Linked DNA regions of Mus musculus: region 1 is linked to region 2. The links are chromatin contacts, called in public promoter capture Hi-C maps. All regions are on one chromosome and are shown on one strand. The core of a region is the stretch at or near the end of the contact, and the rest is flanking DNA. Distances in the headings are between cores, read along the strand shown.

Region 1 (3,593 bases), core at 497-2,996, 770 kb before region 2:
CATGTGTGTGTGCATCGTGCACCCCCAATTTTGCTGTTTGGGAAGGAGTGGAGGAAAAGCTGACCCCCACCCCCACTGCTCTTAGTCCCAAATGTAGTGGCCTTTGGAGATACCCATCTCCTCCCCCAACTCTTAGGTGTTGGAGAGAAGGGACCCTCCCAGCACAAAATTGCATTCCTCCTCCTCCTCCTCCTCCTTATAATTTATTCTAATTTATTAACTTTGGAGTAATTGTCTGAGCCCTCAGCCTTTCTGTGCAGCCTAGGGCTGTAGAGTGAGCTGCCCTGGCCTCTCCCAGTGCTGGCAAAGCCTGGGATGGGAGAAGATTTAGGTGTGACCCCCTCTGGAGGTTGATCTGTTTTGAATTTCTTTTGTGTTGTGTTCACTGAGAAAAAGTAATGTGAGCAAAGCAGAAGGAGGTAGGAAAGTGGATCCAAACCCCAGTGTACCCTGCCCCATGCCTTTTCCTTTAGTGGTGGGAAACCCTTACCTTGCAAAGTGAATGTGTCCCCTTCCCCAAGCTCTAGTATATTTCACAGAAAACAAAAACCTCCCAATAAAACTATTGAAACTTAAGCCTGGCTCTTTAGGTTCTCTGCTTTAAGGCTGTTTTGCAGGACTGGGGCAATTTAGCTTCTGGACTAGAACTGTATCCGCAAGGATCAAGGCAGGTGAAGTAGGTCATCTGGTGTTGGACGGGTCATCATTTACTAGTGGTTTCCAAATCAGAAGTCAGTGTGGAGGTTTTGGGTTCAAGGCTATACTGACCTCTCCGAAGCAGAATAGCACAGGTGAGATGGTTCAATGCATAAAGATATTTTCTATGTGACCCTGAGTTTGATCTTTGGAGCCCATGTAAAGGTGGAAGGAGAAAACTGATTCCACAATATGACCTCTGCACATGTTCAGTGGCTTGTGCACAACATGTAAACAAACACATTTAAATTTTTATGTGTATGGCTATTTTGCCTAGGTGGGTGTGCACAACTTGCATATCTGCTGCCTGCAGAAGCCAGTATCTCCAGGAATTGGAGTTACAGTCAGTTGTGAGCTATTTGAATGCTGGGGATCGATTCTGGGTACTCACCATTGCCTGAGCCATCTCCTCTGCCTCACACAAATTTTTAAAGGAGAGGTATCAGGAGTCTCAGTCCTGGGGGAGCAAAGGGACCTGGACCTAGCCTTGGATGATAGCTAAAAAAATTCAGCTGGGCAGGGGTGGCACACACCTTTAATGCCAGCACTTGGGAGGCAGAGAACAGGCCAATTTCTGAGTTTGAGGCCAGCCTGGTCTACAGAGTGAGTTCCAGGACAGTCAGCTACACAGAGAAACCCTGTCTCGGAAAAAACAACAACAAAAAAATCCAAGCAACCAAATGTGTCAGTGTGTGACCAAGCAGGAGGAAAAACAGCCTCCGTGGGAAGGGGTACACCTGACTGAGACATGGCTCTCAGTTCCATCATCCAAGTTGGGAGCAGCGCGCTCAGCCTTGGGACTAACAGAAAGAAGTTAGGAGGAATGGAGGGCCAGCTTAAGATAGCATTTAACTTTGAGGGTGTACAGGAAGCTAGAGGACCCAGCTCCATGTCACAAGGAACCAGCAGAAAGAACTGGTGATTTCGCATTGGGTATGGGATGAACTCGTCCGGCCTCCTGTGAGGCGGGGCGAGGTGCGATCACGTGTCAGAGCCGCGGGCGTAGGGCAGGGCCTGCGTCCGCACGTTCCCTGGTGGCTGACGTCACGCATCAGCTGACTAAATTGCCGCCGCCACTGCCGTCGCCGTCGCCTCCACGACTTCTCCAAGCAAAAGTCACTGTTGCCGCTGTCGTCGCTGCCAACGCCGCCGCTGCCGCTGCCGCTGCCGCTGCCGCTGCCGCTGCCTCCGCTGAAACCGCCACTGCCTTCGCTGAAACCGCTGCTGCCACCATGGCCCAGTACAAGGGCGCTGCAAGCGAGGCGGGACGCGCCATGCACCTAATGAAGAAGAGGGAGAAGCAGCGTGAGCAAATGGAGCAGATGAAGCAGAGGATTGCAGAGGTGTGGGCCAGGCCGGGGCACCTCAGAGCTTGCGCTCCGCGCGGACCCCCTGGCGGTCTCCTGCCACTCGTCTCTGGGAGACCTCAACAGTGGGCTATGAGTGCCCGGAGGGCGGGCCCCGCGTTGGTGGCGAGACTTGCTGTGCATCTCTAGTAACAGAAGTCAGCCGAGACAGTCTAATCTATAAAATGGGCTCAGTGTTGGTCCATGTCAGAGATGGGGAGCACACTGATGTTGGGTGAGACTCCTTGGCACTCCTCCTGAGTACAGAGCTCCCAGCCTTCCAATGCTTATTGGGAAGACCCCACTTCCTGTGGAGAGGCACAGGGGTATGCCACTGAGTCTCACTCATTACAGAGTACTAGAGTTTCTCCCAGGGTTTGTTTAGTGAGTGGTCGCTGCATTCAGAAGCGCGATACCAAGCTGACCACAGCTTGATCCTTTGGGCAAGACTCCTGAGAGGAGCAGGGGGCCTTAGCTCTCCAGGTGAGAGCAGGCCCTATCTGGGGAAGTGAGAAGACAAACGCCCAAACCAGTCTTCAGTTGGAAGTTTTTTTGTTTTGTTTTGTTTTTTGTTGTTGTTGTTGTTTTGGTTTTTTGAGACAGGGTTTCTCTGTGTAGCCCTGGCTGTCCTGGAACTCACTCTGTAGACCAGGCTGGCCTCCAACTCAGAAATCCACCTGCCTCTGCCTCCCAAGTGCTGGGATTAAAGGCATGTGCCACCATGCCCGGCCAGATGGAAGTATTGTCCACCCTCAACTATGCTTGTATAGACACCTAGTCCTACAGTTCCGGCCTCATTGCCTCATTGGCAGCTGGAAGTTTGCCTCTACTGGCTACTCATTTGGAGGTCCCTTCAGAGTACCTACAGGGCACTTATTAATATGGGGTCAGGCTGAAGAACAGTGGCCTTCCAGAGAGCTGCTGACAGCATCCTGGGCCAAAAAGGAGAATTCCAGGGTCTGGACATTTTGATCCCTCTTTTTTTTTTCCATTTATCTCTTCCTGAAATCCCGTGGCTTGGGTCTCAGGAGCTTCAGCTTAAAGGCTGAAGGTGAGTGGTGGTGGCTACAGATTACTGAGTGGGTGCTGGGCCCCAGCAGGAGACCTGAAGAGGGGGCCAGAGCAGTTCAGGGATGCCAAGAGAAGGACCTCCTTTGGTTCCTTTAGCCTTCCCAATTTCGTGGACCCTTCCAGACAGAAAAGGAAGGGAGGGTGTCTTTCTTTTCTAAGATCATGTCATAGCATGTTAAGGCACAAATTTCGAACTAGGGTCTAGAACCCACAGCCACTCTGTCACTTCCATAGTGAAGTGGTAGATGGCCTTCACTGATATGTCCCTCCTCTGCAGGAGAACATAATGAAATCTAACATTGACAAGAAATTCTCTGCACACTATGATGCTGTGGAAGCAGAGCTCAAGTCCAGTACTGTGGGTGAGCAGGACACATGTACCACCTTTTTTTTTAGTCCTAGGTGTCACTCTTTTGCTGGCCCTGGCTGACTAGCCTTTCTTCCCATGTCTTCTTGCCTCACAGGTCTTGTGACTCTGAA
Region 2 (3,576 bases), core at 58-2,557:
AATTTCTACATGATATGTGCTCTTTAATATGAAAAAAAAAAAAAGTACTGGCTGGTGAAATAAGGACCCCAGTTAGAAAGCTATAGACATAAGTACCAGGTAGAACCCCATTTGTGGTGGAATGCCTCAGCTGACTGCAAACCTGAACAGGGTAGTTCCCACCTGCATGCTTTGGTTTTGCAGAGAAATTAGAAATTATAAAGGACAAGGATCCATCAAGCTACTTCCAGTTCCACCAAACCCCAAGGGCAAGAAATCCTAATATCTGTATATACAACCCCCCGGGGACTAAAGTGATTCTTGTTAATGGCTAAAGACAGCTCAGTAACAATCGAGTCTTTAAGCAGAATATTTTTATGATCTTATCCTGAGAACACTAGATATAATGAACTTTTTGAGTTGTGTGCAACTTATTTAAATATGGTCATATGACGGGTAGAAAGATGTAGTTCTCCGGGGTTCCTTATTTCATAATAGGAAATGTCAATGGTTCCAGCTGTACTAGAAAAGCTCCATGTCATCATAAAGAATATGCTGAGAAGGGACATAATGAGAAAAGAGTTACACTGTGTGGTAGGCTCCCAACAAGAGTGTTCTATGATAGCTATGACAGTACTCATTACAAGAGGAATGCAGCAGCTTCACTGAGTGGCCCACACAAGTTTCCTCTTACTGTCCACGTCCCTGTCCCTCGCCCTGTTCTCGCTGTGAAATGGAACTCCAGTTGGAGACAGGGCACCCTTTAGAGAAGTCTCTCTGGTTGTTCCAGCATACAAGCTGGGTTGGGGGTTTCAGCTCCAACCCACCTCCATCTACCGCTGAGTGTGGCAGTATAGAGACACTGAACACAGCAGGCAAGAGGCACCAGGCCAGCCTGCTGCAGGACTCAGAACAGCTTGACGTGCGATTTCACTTTCCAACGTCCAATGGCCTCGCCTGCAGCTAGGGCTCTGGGAACAGTTATATTTGGCGCGCCTAGAGTCAGGGACTCCCCAGGGCCACACACGGCCACCCCACGAGCAGAGAACCGAGGGCACGAAGGCCAGGGTTGAGTCGGCACCCCTACTCACATAGCGCTGCAGCTTCCTCTCGGGAGGCGACTTGATGAGCCAGCCCATGCACACAGTGTCACCAGTGCTCATCCTGGCCGCCGCCGCCGCCGCAGCCGCTTCTGCTGCTGCTGCTGCTGCTGCTTCTTCTTCTTCTTCTTCTTCTTCTTCTTCTTCTTCTTCTTCTGCTGCTGCTGCTGCTGCTGCTGCTGCTGCTGCTGCTGCTGCTGCTGCTGCTGCTGCTTCCTCCAGCTGGGCTGGCCGCCTGCGACAGGAGGAAGTCTAGCCAGGGATGCCATGGGGCGTTCCTACCTACATAGCGCCGCCCCAAGTTGCTGAGCGACGCCCCCTCCTCGCCCTCCTCCCACCCCCAGGACTTGAGGAAGGGATGGACAGTAGTCGCTGTTCTTGAGTTTAGACTGCGGGGGGGGGGGGGGGGCGGAGGCGGGGGCGGGGGCGGGGCGGGGGTGGAATAAGCAGCAAAGATAAGAAAGCCTCTTCGAGCAATTGCTGTGCTGCAGGAGGCTCTGCTTCTGGAGACCCCAAGCAGGATGCTCTGCTGCTGTTTCCCAGGTGCCTAGATTGTTACCTTCATAGTTATAGCAGAGGGAGGAAGGAGCCTGCCACCCCTCCTCCCCCCAGGAAAACACTAGGTGACCTAATGGCAGCCAATGATCCTGTTGCTTTCATCACCATCCCTGAAGAGCTATGTCAAAAGGGTTGGTTTCCTTAGCTCAGACGCTGCAGAACAAAAATCTATGGCTCATATCTGTCATGTATATAGTTAACAGAGAAAGAAAGACTCCTCTTCCACTTCCCTGCTCCACTTGATTGTTTGCAAAGTAGTGTGATTTTTATGCCCCTCTTCCAAAGATCATTGTGTTCAATAATGAGCTTCCAGGGCAGAACTGTTTAAATGTTCTAATGAACAAAAATGATCTGAATTCAGCAGTAGTACTAGCTGCACCTTACTAAACTCTGGGGTTTTAAAAGGTAAATATAAGGTTGAGCCAGCTTGTATGCTGGGAACTCTAATAACAAAAATAAACTGATATTTATTGTGACTACTGAGTACCATATGCCAGCCATTGTCATAAGTGCTTCACAGCATCTACACAAACACCCTATAAGCTATATTGTTGAGTCAGTTTTGCCCATGCATAAGACAAGAAACAGAACAATACTGCCCCCTATATAGAGCACACACGTAGGAAGTTACCAATAGCAGAGTTAGTTGTCTGTCTCAAGAATTAGCCCCTGGGCTGGAGAGGTGGCTCAGCAGTTAAGAGCACTGACTACCCTTTCAAAGGTCCTGAGTTCAAATCCCAGGAACCACATGGTGGTTCACAATCATCTGTAATGAGATCTGATGCCCTCATCTGGGGTGTCTGAACACAGCTATAGTGTACTTATAGTAATATAATTAATGTTAATATAATAATTAACATATAACAATATATTAATCAATATATTATTATATTAATTAATTGTGTGTGTTAATTAATATACATTAATATATAACATATGATGATAAATAAATCTTTTTTAAAAAAAAGAGAGTTCATCCCTCTAAACACTACCTTCTCTTTGTGAACACACTTTAAAAACTGGAAAGCACCAGGCAGTGGTGGCGCACGTCTTTAATCCCAGCACTTGGGAGGCAGAGGCAGGTGGATTTCTGAGTTCGAGGCCAGCCTGATCTACAGAGTGAGTTCCAGGACAGCCAGGGCTATACAGAGAAACCCTGTCTCAAAAAAACCAACCAACCAATCAATCAGTCAATCAATCAATCAATAAATAAAAACTGGAAAGCACCATAGTAAAGTTAGAATCAGCATCCAAGATGTGACTACAATCCATGTGATGTTTGGTGGCATCTGGTCAGCTTCCTAATATGCAATGGTCTTTTTTCCTTGGTATAGTGCTTCTCACTTGGAAATGATAATTAGAAGAAAATTTTACAAAAACTAATTCTCTCAACATGACATTCACAATGTCTAGGGAGAGATGATATGCAGGGTTCATTATCATTGTATAAGCAGGGATCAAAGGAGAGAGTTCATTCTAGGTGTTTCAAGTGGGGATGGGTTAACTTCACAAAGGTAGCACTTAGCAAACTCATTGGCAGAACAGGAGCCATGAAATCAAGGAGTGTCACTAGTCAGGGCTTCAAGGTATACCAAGAGTACAAAGCAGAGAATGAGGATCTGTCATAAAGCTGGACTCCAGCTGCTGCCAACTCATGTCATTGCAACCATCTGTTCTCTTCACTGATTTCTGTGTCTCACACTAAACCTATATAATTAGCCAAACACAATTCTTATGGAAAAATCTAGATAAGAGAATGTTAAATATCTTTATTTAGCTTTCCTACTTCTCCAAATATACAAGGAAAATATAAGTTGAGACACACAAAATACTCCTCTTGCTACTAACTACACAAAATCATTATACACAAAATAAACTTACTATAGAAACAACATATTCACACAAAGCAATGCCATTATCCTTCCTACAAACTAAGAAA

Evidence for each region. Promoter capture Hi-C pulls out the DNA fragments that hold promoters and counts their contacts.
Region 1: a promoter capture Hi-C map of erythroid cells shows a contact between it and region 2, with 4 times the contacts expected there. The contact joins the promoter of Fam50a here to the promoter of Gab3 in region 2. A contact is called at or near these places in 4 of 39 promoter capture datasets (cranial neural crest, erythroid cells, maxillary cranial neural crest and 1 more).

The regions. Positions count from the first base shown.
Region 1 is chrX:74,311,287-74,314,879 of GRCm38.p6, forward strand. Fam50a (family with sequence similarity 50, member A) reads left to right here and starts at 1,747. Exons shown (of 13, transcript NM_138607.3): 1 at 1,747-2,039; 2 at 3,391-3,475; 3 at 3,578-3,593. The coding sequence starts at 1,929. It overlaps Gdi1 (guanosine diphosphate (GDP) dissociation inhibitor 1), which reads left to right. Exons shown (of 11, transcript NM_010273.4): 11 at 1-581.
Region 2 is chrX:75,083,598-75,087,173 of GRCm38.p6, forward strand. Gab3 (growth factor receptor bound protein 2-associated protein 3) reads right to left here and starts at 1,308. Exons shown (of 10, transcript NM_181584.4): 1 at 1,071-1,308. The coding sequence starts at 1,142.